4 separate regions of the Mus musculus genome follow, and regions 2, 3 and 4 are each linked to region 1. Evidence: chromatin contacts called from public Hi-C, HiChIP or PLAC-seq and promoter capture Hi-C data. All regions are on one chromosome and are shown on one strand. The core of a region is the stretch at or near the end of the contact, and the rest is flanking DNA. Distances in the headings are between cores, read along the strand shown.

Region 1 (2,619 bases), core at 50-2,549:
CCTCAAATTTAAGGCAATATTAGAAAGACTTCCATCTAATGCTGGGAGCAAACCCTCCTGTACCTGGATGACTGTCTTCATGCAATAGCATGAGGTGAACCTGGCAACAATTATATTGACCTTTTTTTTTTCCCATTCAAAATGTTAGCATGATCTACATCTTACCTTAACCACACTGACCAGTTCTGGACACTGAGCAACAGTGATGGCTCTAGTATTTAACCTTTTAAAAGATTATCTTAAAGCTTTGGGGTATCTTTAAGATTTTTTAAAATGACGTTTGAAGAAGGGTTACATGCGCACATGGTAACTCACAGTCCTGAGGATTGAGAATTGCACTTCAGGCTTTGTGACAGGCATGGGCTTTAACCCAGTGAGCCATCCTACTGGCCTTGCATTGGCCGTTGGTAGCCCTTAAAAGGTTTTCCCAAGGGATTTGTCAAGTCTACAGAGCCAAGGCTGAGCAGGGCAGACAAGCCTTTAAAACTTGGCAGGTGGACACCGTCCTTGAGCAACGACTAAGTCTGCTTTTCACTTGAACCACACAGGGGCCTGGGTTGTCCAGAGATGCCTCATGGCCAGGATATTGCGGAAGTCCTGTATTCCTAGCCAAGGACTGTGGCGAAACTTGGTGTGGGGACCGTGGTGAAACTGGATTAAAGGGGTTCGTGTATATCTGTGCTAAAGAAAGATGGGACTTCTTCAGCTACCGTGGTCCCTCCAAGCAGAGAAGCAAGCAGAGAGGCTATGCCAAGGTGTCAGCTGTGGAAGAATGTTAAGGATGGAAGAGCTAAAGGGCACCTGCAACATTCCATAGCATCACATTATCAGGGTTCAGGAGACTTCCAGATTTACCCTTTGCCCTACCTCAGATTCGTTGTGAAACTAGAGGGCAGTTTGGGTGACCTTAGTGGCTTTTGCTTGCTGACAGCCATGCTCATGGACCTGAGGGAGGCCACGCCCACCTTGCGGCTTTGGAGGGAGAGGCGGAGTCAGCAGGACTGGGCGGGACCTGAAGGAGGACTGGGCCTTAAGGGGCGGGGCAAAAGACCGAGGAGGCGCGGCCGGAGGGGAAGGACTGGAGCTGGTGGGCGTGGCCTGAGAGGCACCGCGGGTCTGAGGGGCTTGGATCAGCCCAGATAGGGCGGGGCTTGGGAGGCGGGAATGGCGCCGATGGGGCGGGACCTGAGAGGAGCGGTGGGTGTGATGGGGCGGGACAGCCTCGACCTGTGCGACAGGAGGGGAGGAGCTGGCGAGGGGGAGTGGGCGCGCTAAGAGATGGGGCGGGGAGGAGCCTGCGGACGGGGCGGGGCGGCGTGGCACGGCACGCGCACTACCAGCCGCCCGGCCCTGCTGCTGCTGCTGCAACGCCGGTGGCGCAGCCAAGAGAGCAGCTGCGGCCGCGACTCCTTAAATAGCATCGCAACCCGGCGCGGGGCAGTTCGTGGATTGCAGTGACAGCCGCCTGTGGAGCAGCCCGGGCAGCGGAGGAGGTGAGTGCGCCAGCCGCGAAGGGCCGCGAGTCGGCCAAGGCGACCCTAGCCGGGCCGAGACGGGAGAACCTCCCCGCGGCTCTGCGGGACGTTCCGCTTTTCCGGCCTGGGCTCCACGGCCTCGTTTCCCTCGGCTTCGGGAGGCTCTGGGGCCGCTCCGGCGGCCGCCGCTTCCGGTGCCGGAGCCCGGGTTCCCCCGCGGGCCGTGCGCGCGCGGGGCTGGTGCACCGCGGAGTCAAGAGGTTCCTCTCTGCACGGTCCCTGGCTGGTGTGGCGGCTGGGACCTTCCCTCCCCGGCTCAGGTGCCGAGAGGTGGTCCTGCTTGCTGGGGACCCTGGCGTCTCCGCCACCGCATCCCTCGTACCCCCAGAGGCGGGGATTGTGAGGCGCGCACTCACCGCGCGTGGACACGGACTGTCCCGGTGCCGCTCTGTGACGTGCCCCTGCGCCGAGCGTTCGAGGAGGGTCAGAAGCAGCGCTCAGAGCCCGATGTCATAAGTAGAAATTCTCGCGGTGTCTCCAAGAGGAGCTCCCAGAGCCACTACACACAGTGGTGATGGAGTCATTGATTTAAGGCAATCTGGCTTTTAATTTTTTTTTAAATTAGGGAGCAAAAATGATATTTATCACCTTGAAACGTAGACCCCGAGTGCTGATACAGGACTTAAAAGATCACATGGATTAGAATCTAGAGAAGGCAGCTCCATCTAATCACTGCACTATGCCCGAGCTTACAGACCATCTTGCCACACCGCTCAAGCTCATGGTTATGGAACCTAGTTAAGAATGGCCGTTATGAAAATGCTTCCTCTTGGAACTGTGAGTATCCATCTCTAGTCTTCCCTTTAAGGACTTGACATTTGATTATGTTTCTGGGATACACGTTTCAAAACGTAATCTGTGGTTAGCCCAATGAAAATTATTAGCGTAACTCAGAAATCATCCAAACCCTTCTAGTTCACCAAAGTTAAGAACTGAAGGTCTGCAATGGGCAAGGTTAAGAATGGGAGCAACGGAAAGGAACCATCGGTTTGGAGCAATGTGGTGAGGTGTGACAACAGAAAACAGACAGGGCCGGATCCTGGGAGATGTTTTTTCTTGTAGTTCAGCTGAAGGAAATCCCTTT
Region 2 (2,619 bases), core at 79-2,578, 220 kb after region 1:
GACAGAATGATACAAATTGTACATAAACAACTACAGGAACGAAAAGAGGAGGAAGTATCTTCTAACTTATTTTATGGGAATAACATTACCCCGTGTTCAACCTAGGGATGAAAGACCTGTTTGAACTCTGAAAAACCAAGCAATATAACTAAGTGTGTCAATCAACATCAACACTACCAACCACAAAAACAACCCCAAAAGCACACCACCATTTCAAGTAAAAGAATTTGACCAAGCTTAGACGGTAACTTTCAGAACTTTCAGAAACCTAAAAATAGACCAAAAAACAAAAAAACAACAAAAAAACCCCTAGGATATCTGTAAAAGAGATACAATAACAACAGAGAAACAATAACAACAAATCCATAGTCAATACCCAGTCCTCTGGGAAAGACTGAACGGCTCTCTCTTTATATCCGAGGAAGAAGCCAGTAGTGACTGCCCTCATTTCTGTCCCAACTATTGCAACAAGGCAATAAAGTATATAAAACACACATGCTGGAAAAAATAAAAAAGACTATATTTGAAGATGACGAGGTTGTCCATATTAAGAAAAAAATCCTAAAGGATCTATAAAAAATACACAAGAAATAAAGAACAAGTTAAGCAAACTCATAGAGTACAAACATAATATTAACAAATCCTTAATAGTTCAAGTGCTATCAACAATTAGAATTCACGTTGTAAAGAATTTTTTTTCCTGAGTTGTTCCATTAGAAAAAAAGGAGGGAAGAAGAAGAAGGAGGAGGAGGAGGAGGAGGAGGAGGAGGAGGAGGAGGAGGAGGAGGAGGAGGAGGAGGAGAGAAGAAGAAGAAGAAGGAGGAGGAGGAGGAGGAGAAGAAGAAGAAGAAGGAGAAGAAGGAGAGAGAGAGAGAGAGAGAGAGAGAGAATGAATTTAAATTATGTTCAAATAACATGGTAGAAAATATCCGGTGTATAAAATATGTATTCTACATGCTTTGCTTTACATTTGACATAGTCTACCTAAAAGGGATTCTTTATCCTTCCAAATAATGAAATGCATGAAACAGAAATGTAATCTCTTGATCCAAAACTTAATCTTAACATTCTGCTGTTTAAGCTTCCAGATGGTACCTTTTTTAATCTTGATTTTGGCGCGCGCGCGCGCGCGCACACACACACACACACACACACACACACACACACACACACACACACACACACACATTTTCAATAGCAGTCTTATATTTCAAAGAGAGTGGGACTGATGTGGGACTTCTCTCCTTGGAAGGCTTGCCTCCCTGGATTTAACAACCTGTTTGTTGATAGCACAGATGTGGTTTCTCCTCACTGTCCACTTGGGGGCTATCTCAATCTATTTCAGATCCACTAGATAGGGACTGTCTTCCTAAACCGAGTCTTCCTGTCTAGCAGGAACTCATAGATTGTCCCTGTGATATGAAACGAGGCCGTTAGGCCCCAGTACCTGACTTTTTTTTGATACCTTTTAAAGTACATCATTAATGAAAACTAAACTCGCACAGGGTTCTGCACGCCTACCTTGCATTACCACTGCGTCTGCGCGCCACAAGTGTGGACTACATCTCCCAGGATGCATCGTGTCCCCGCCCGCGCAGCCTTACTTCCTGCGAAGGACTTCCGGAGTGTTAGTAACCTTGCTGACTACTGGATTTAGGGTCTTTTTGGGAGGTCACTGGGACTAGCTTGTATTTTTCTGGGAGGAGAGGGGGACAGCAAGCCATAACAGGGCGGCATCTGTCCCGTTTTCTGGTGTGCACAGACCTTGCTTTCTGGGAGAGGCGTTGGCTCCGCCTTCAGGCAGTCCTCTTACAGGTGGTTGGCTGTTGTTCTTGTCATTCAGCCGAGTCCTTGGACTTGTCAGAGATCATCAGTGAGACAGGCCAGCAATCCTGAGTTATAGTGGTTTAGTGACCATTTCTTTTCTTTTCTTTCACCCACCCCCTTTAAACCACGGACATTTTAGTGAAAAATAAAAATACTATAGATAAGTTGTCAGATAATTTATTCTGCAAACGTATGCGTGCTTTCTTTACCAGGTGTTTTTAAGGATTTTGTTAGTGTTGGCCTGGAATCCTTTTTTTCTAATCTTTTAAAACCTATTACTACTAATGTGTCTTGAAGATACTACTTAGGGAAAACTGAAAGTGTGTGTGTGTGTGTGTGTGCGCGCGCGCGCGCGTGTGGTGTAATTTCTAAGGAACTACAATTCCCATCCAGTTCAGATTGAAATGGGCTAAAGGGTGAGTGCGGTGGGCTCAGTGGTAGAGTACTTGCCTAGCATACTTTAAAAAATTCAAAAAAGGTGACTCAAAGTGGGCATACATTTCTTTATAAAAAGACACTGTTGAGGAAATGGGTGGGTCGGGGGCTTAAGATGCATGTCCTAGTTTGTTGATTCTGGAGTCTCTGTGAGTCACTATGCTTCCTCTCCGTACTTGATAGTTTTGTGAAAGCAACTCAAAAGGACACGCTCCTTCTCCATAAACACCCTAAAATTGAGATGCTAATAATGATATGATGATGGTTAAAACAAAAATAATGTGGACTGTGTAATAAGAGGTCAGATTAACTAGAAATGCTAGTTAAGATATAAATGTTGGAGAGATGACTCAGTGG
Region 3 (2,619 bases), core at 88-2,587, 170 kb after region 1:
GTTGCTAATTATTTTCCTTTGTGTGGCTTCTAAGACTGAGGAAGCTTATGTCTGTCTGGATCGTTCTGGTTATATGAAAATGTGTAGACTCCTCCAGAGTGATGCTGTGGTGTAATAGAAGATACAGTCCTTCGTATTTTTGCCTCCTAGGTTACTATTCCTGGAGAAATTCAAAGGACGGGTCGTGGTTCATCCAGTCCCTTTGCAGCATGCTGAAGCTGTACGCGCACAAGCTAGAATTTATGCACATTCTCACTCGCGTTAACAGGAAGGTGGCAACGGAATTCGAGTCCTTCTCCCTGGACTCCACTTTCCACGCAAAGAAACAGATCCCGTGTATTGTGTCCATGCTCACGAAAGAACTGTACTTTTATCACTAGAGGAATGATTGGGGGTGGGGGGGGGCGTGTTTCTGTTTTGTTATGCCAAATGAGAAAGCTGTCAGGGAGACTCTCATTTAAATCTAATCTGACGGTCCTCCTGGTCTTTGTACGCTACCACTGCCTAGCAATGCAGCCAGCCACAGTGCAGCTACCTCAACTTCGACATCAGGTAGTTGAAATGAAATTTAATTTAATAAGGAGCAAGTAACTGTCAATGATGGTACTATCATCCTAGATGAAATTACAAAGTTGCCCTTTTATAATTAGCAAGATTTGGCGATACTATGAATTTTGAAGTCATTTTGAAGCAGTACAGCTTTTCCACTGATGATTTTATACTCCCCACTCATGTTAAGAATGTTGTTCTAGTTTTCGTTAAACGTAGAAACAATAATGTCAAATGATAATGTCTTAGAACTTGAATCCATGAGCAGAGTCAAAGGCTGGAACCCTTGTTTTGGACCTGATTTATGGAAGTGAAGAGTTGGACCACCATAGCATGCATTATAGCTACTGGTTTTGTGACAGTTGTCCACAACACGTATTTGTTATTTTAAAAAAAAAAATCATGTTTTATTACTGGAACAAAAATAACTTGAGTATTTATGTGAGAGGAAAACCGTGTGCGAACTTGGTTGACTCATTGAAGGCAAGGTGCTAAAATCCATCAGCATTTGTTTCTTACTTATCCTTATACAAATCAGCTCGGTCTTACAGACCAGCAAAATATCTCAAGAGCTGTTATGTAACAGCCTCAAATGGTTGATTATTAGAATGAAGTACAGGAATTCTATAGGAATATACTATAATACCAGTTGTCAAACAGAGCTTAAGAAAAGGAGAGATGAAATCTACTGTAGTTGGAGAGAATGTGGTTTGAGCCAGAGCAGAGACTTGGCAGAGCCATGGGCACATCTTCAGAAAAGGCCTGCCAGCTGGACTCCCCACCCCTCACCCCACCCCCCTTGTGAGTTCTGGTTTGTGTGGATGATGTCCAAGTTACCACGTGGGAAAGTGAACCAGATCACAAACTTCTGCAAAAAGGCTTTCCCAGAGGGCTGAGAGTCTGAAGAAAGTTCACTGGACTCCATGTCCAGAGTCTGTAGCATGCTGACTTTTCTGTTGACGTTTACAAAGAAAGGAAAAATAATGGTGATATTTATACTGTGCTAGAAACGAAAGGGCCAGGGCACACAGGACTTGGAAAGCATCCAGCAATAGCCCTGCAGCCCATGTGGAGAAGCTGCGGGCTGCAGTCCATCCTCAGGGAGACTGTGCTCTGCTCCTGGCCTCCTTATGGGGGTGCTGAGTCACTGCTGGCTCTCGCAGCATTTCTCCTAAGCTTCCTTGTTGCACAAAGAAAGGAAGGAACTCACATTGTAACGGATAGATTCTTGTTTAGACTGGCTTTGTTGTTAACGCTTTCTAAGTGAATGCAGCATGTGATGGTATTTTAAAGTGTGTTCCCATGTGACAATTTTATAAAAGTTTGTTACCTTGCAATTTTATTTCAAAACATAAATTCAGATTTAAAATTATCAGTGTATTTGAGGGTTTGTTGTTGTTGTTGTTGTTGTTGTCGTCGTCAATACTTTTGCTGTTGTAATAACTAAGTGAAAGTTAAAATAATTTTAACCCACAGTCTAATTTGAGAGAGTCAGAGGATGCAACAAGGCCTTAATCTAATATGTTAAGGTGTTGGCAAGTGGAAGAACCTCTGATATGATAGGATTTAAACCCAAAGAAATAGGTAGAATATACTCAAAGAATACAGGAAGGGGTGGGGACTCAGCTCCTCCAAAGTTTACATAATAACCACAGCTTCTCTAAAGTGAAGGTCAAAAGTGGATCAAGGAACTCCTGTACACAAGGAGGAGCGTGTCACGAATGTTTTTGTCTAGCTGCTTTCTAACAGGGGATAGGGTGGTGGAGAAATGACTCAGCAGTTAAGAGCGTCGGCTGTTCTTCAGAAGAACTGGATTTGAACCCAAGCACCCACATGGCAGCTCACAATTTTTTGTAACTAGCTCCAGGGGACCCAACTGCCTCTTTTTGCCTCCTTGGGAATTTTATGCACATGGTGCAGAGGCATACACGTGGGCTAAATACCTATATACATGAAATTAAACCTTTAAAGACTAGCTCTTTAATGTGTGGAGAAAAGGCTAGCCCATTGTAATTTCCATACTATCTATATAAAGAGGTCTGAGATAGTACAAAGAAAACAACTGGAGCT
Region 4 (2,619 bases), core at 35-2,534, 140 kb before region 1:
TGAGAGCTTGAATGGAGCCACACCACTCATTTGAAAAGCCAGCTGCAGCAGCAACTCTGGAAAAATGGGGCAGGGGGACCCCTGGGACTTACTGGCCAGTCCATTTAGCAAATTAGTGAGCTCTAATTGCATACACTTGCACACAGGTGTGTGTGTGTGTGTGTGTGTGTGTGTGTGTGTGTGTGTACAGAAAACGGTATTCTGAATTGAAAAGTCCACTCATGGCTTATGCACTGAGTTGGAGCACCATGGCCTTACGTTGTGCCTACACTGGTCTAGATGATTCATGGGACTTTCCTCATGGATGCTTCCTTCTTGCACACCAATAAGCCCAGCAGAAGCTAGAGAAACACTGTCTATCAGAAGTGCATGGAGTAGGGCGAGTCTGCTGAATATCAGAGCTGGACAGCACAGTCCTCTGTAGTGTTGGTTGTCCCTCTGTAACCATGTGGCTTGCTGTCGCTGCCCAGCATCTTGGAGGGTTGGACCACATCTTGCTACCTCATGGAGAGCTCTGATTTTAAAATCAATGTGTATTTCCAACTGGATGTGCATCTTGCTTCCACCGCTGTGAAGTCAGAAAGCATGTGTCTAGTGTCTAAGCAGTGGACTGTGTCTATTTAATCCTCTCATTGACTCCCGTTTGACTGACAAGGGAACTGGAGCTTTTAGGGGACATATTATCTATTACACAACCAAGAAGTGGTCAAACTTGTCTCTGAAGTAAAAAAAAAAAAAAAAAAAAAAAGGTCTACTTTATCACTGTGCCATTTGGGTATCACCCACTATCACGGGGGTGGGGGGTGGAGTACCCTGTTAGAATGTGCTTAGGTACCAGGGTTCAAATTTGGAGTCAGATTCTCCAGTCCCACCTCCAGAGATTCTGTCCCAGTGGTGTGATGGCAAGACCTAAGTTTCTCTGTTTCAGATGGATTTATTTAAGTGTGAGTGTTTGGCCTGCATATATATTGGGCATCACATGCATGCCCGGTGTCCATGGAGATCAGAAGAAGACAGTGGACTTCCTGTAACTAGAGTTATGGATGGTTATAGGCCACCATATTGGTGCTGGGAACTGAACCCTGGTCCTCTGCAAGAGCTAGAGGTGTTCTTCACTCCTGAGCCCTCTCTCTGGCCCTGGTTTTTCTATTTTAGTATGCTCCCAGGCCATGTGCCCACGAGGACCAAGAACAAAGGATGTTCAGTGAACCTTATAACCATTACATCCCTGAGTGGTTGGCCTGCAGCTTTATCTGGGACGAGCAGTCATGAAGAGGACACGCCTGGGGAATATTGGCAGGGCTCCATCACTAGCTGGATGCAGAGGCAACGAGAGGCAGGCGGCACTGAGCCTGGTACCTGAGGAAATATCTGTATCCAAGACAGGAACACTGCTAAAGGGGAGAAGAGATGATGATCTGAACTTGATTTTGAGATGAGGTAGATTGGCCTGGGGATGGAATTCCCACCAGAGGCTCTCCTAGAGAGTTGACAAGCTAAAGAAAGACACCCCAGGCATATGGGTTTTCTGTGTAAAGCTGCAAGGGGAAGGCCTAGGAAGTGAGCTCGTTTTAGACTCAAGGGGAGGGCGTAAGGGAACCCCATCTCAGACCACTCTTCTGGTAGAATAGTGGACAGTGACTAGAACCAGGTCCCACCATTTACCCCATCATCAGGCTACTATTGTCAATGGGCAGGAACAGAACTGAGAGTATTTAGGGTCACTGGGGGACATCTCCCTGTGTCTTCTAAATGGAGTTCTGTAACTGGATTCATGTATCCTCAAAGGTCTTGAGCTGGGATGGTGGATCTGGAGCCATCCCATCTCAAGACGCTGACGCGGAGAGTGACACGGATGGCTAAGCCCCGTTTTGGCAAGATGCAGCTCAGTGGTGTTTCTGCCCTGGATTCAGGCCCTTGCAGCAAAATTGGAATAGAGAATCCATGTCACTACCCCCCCCCCTCCCCAGGCAAACACATGGTTCTTTTTGCTCCAGCGATCATTTTCTTAGTTCTGATACTTGGTACCTGCTGGGACCAAGCTCACGCCAGGCCCTGTTTCCACACCTGCTCTTTCCTGACCTGTAATAACCTTTTCCCTTGTTCCCAGGACCTGCCCTGCCCCAGGGACACTGCCAGCTGTCACTCATCAGGAGGCACCTCCTCTGGCTGCTGGTTAGAAAAGCCAACTGGGTGGGTCCATAATGCTTTGCTCTGGGCCAATTCTGTCATTAAGGAAGGGAAAGAAAACCCAACCCACACACTTTTGTCAATGTTTGCTGGAACCTACTTAGCCTTCATGTTGAGCTGTTAACAGTTGACATTCTCAAAAGAGGGTTTTAGAAAAGGCTGGCTGACGTTGTCAGTTGAAGTCTCTAATATTTTTTGGGGGGCTGTTGGTCTCTGCGCATTGGTGGACAGAAATTTGTATGCCATCAAAATTCTTTCCCTTTCCTTATCAAAGACCTCAAAGCCAAGAACACGTCAGAGTACTATGAGGAACAGTGCTCTCACAATTAGCCACTTAATCAGCATGTCTCATGTGGCCCATTTGATACAGCTGTAGACAGAAACCATTTCTAGTTCCCCTCTGTACACCCTCCTCTTTCTCCATCCTCT

Evidence for each region. Promoter capture Hi-C pulls out the DNA fragments that hold promoters and counts their contacts. Hi-C and Micro-C count contacts between places; a contact is called where the count stands out from the background. HiChIP or PLAC-seq counts read pairs in DNA pulled down with a chosen protein or histone mark.
Region 2: a Hi-C map of uterus shows a contact between it and region 1, with 4 times the contacts expected there. The contact joins the enhancer-like site here to the promoter of Acsl1 in region 1. A contact is called at or near these places in 2 of 39 promoter capture datasets (neutrophils and pre-B cells), 4 of 484 Hi-C or Micro-C datasets (CD4 T cells, LSK cells, memory CD8 T cells and 1 more), 1 of 115 datasets of contacts at active chromatin or transcription factors (astrocytes) and 1 of 9 other capture datasets (adipose tissue).
Region 3: a contact with region 1 is called in a FOXA1 HiChIP or PLAC-seq map of pancreatic cancer cells. The contact joins the enhancer-like site here to the promoter of Acsl1 in region 1. A contact is called at or near these places in 3 of 39 promoter capture datasets (fetal liver, neutrophils and stem cell-derived epiblast-like cells), 1 of 484 Hi-C or Micro-C datasets (beige adipocytes), 1 of 115 datasets of contacts at active chromatin or transcription factors (pancreatic cancer cells) and 2 of 9 other capture datasets (adipose tissue and pancreatic islet).
Region 4: a contact with region 1 is called in a promoter capture Hi-C map of liver. The contact joins the enhancer-like site here to the promoter of Acsl1 in region 1. A contact is called at or near these places in 14 of 39 promoter capture datasets (the 3T3-L1 cell line, 3T3-L1-derived adipocytes, the C10 cell line and 8 more), 1 of 15 datasets of contacts at CTCF or cohesin (large pre-B cells), 15 of 484 Hi-C or Micro-C datasets (the G1E-ER4 cell line, the N1E-115 cell line, bone marrow-derived macrophages and 7 more), 15 of 115 datasets of contacts at active chromatin or transcription factors (the 230-238 cell line, SST interneurons, bone marrow-derived dendritic cells and 9 more) and 2 of 9 other capture datasets (adipose tissue and liver).

The regions. Positions count from the first base shown.
Region 1 is chr8:46,469,738-46,472,356 of GRCm38.p6, forward strand. Acsl1 (acyl-CoA synthetase long-chain family member 1) reads left to right here and starts at 1,300. Exons shown (of 21, transcript NM_007981.4): 1 at 1,300-1,493. Gm31050 (a long non-coding RNA gene) reads right to left here and starts at 1,313. Exons shown (of 2, transcript XR_378936.3): 1 at 868-1,313; 2 at 254-762.
Region 2 is chr8:46,685,418-46,688,036 of GRCm38.p6, forward strand. No RefSeq gene overlaps it. Among named protein-coding and RNA genes, the nearest start is that of Gm31111, 7.7 kb to the left of the region's middle. Within about 2 kb of position 1,329, at least 439 of the 459 cell types and tissues checked have an H3K27ac peak or open chromatin away from gene starts, as enhancers often do. A contact at or near this core is called in LSK cells, adipose tissue, astrocytes and 4 more, where this site is marked.
Region 3 is chr8:46,637,769-46,640,387 of GRCm38.p6, forward strand. It overlaps Casp3 (caspase 3), which reads left to right. Exons shown (of 7, transcript NM_001284409.1): 7 at 151-1,930. The coding sequence ends at 380. Among named protein-coding and RNA genes, the nearest start is that of Casp3, 22 kb to the left of the region's middle. Within about 2 kb of position 1,338, at least 154 of the 459 cell types and tissues checked have an H3K27ac peak or open chromatin away from gene starts, as enhancers often do. A contact at or near this core is called in adipose tissue, beige adipocytes, pancreatic cancer cells and 1 more, where this site is marked.
Region 4 is chr8:46,330,722-46,333,340 of GRCm38.p6, forward strand. No RefSeq gene overlaps it. Among named protein-coding and RNA genes, the nearest start is that of Gm39168, 30 kb to the left of the region's middle. Within about 2 kb of position 1,285, at least 19 of the 459 cell types and tissues checked have an H3K27ac peak or open chromatin away from gene starts, as enhancers often do. A contact at or near this core is called in the N1E-115 cell line, hepatocytes and liver, where this site is marked.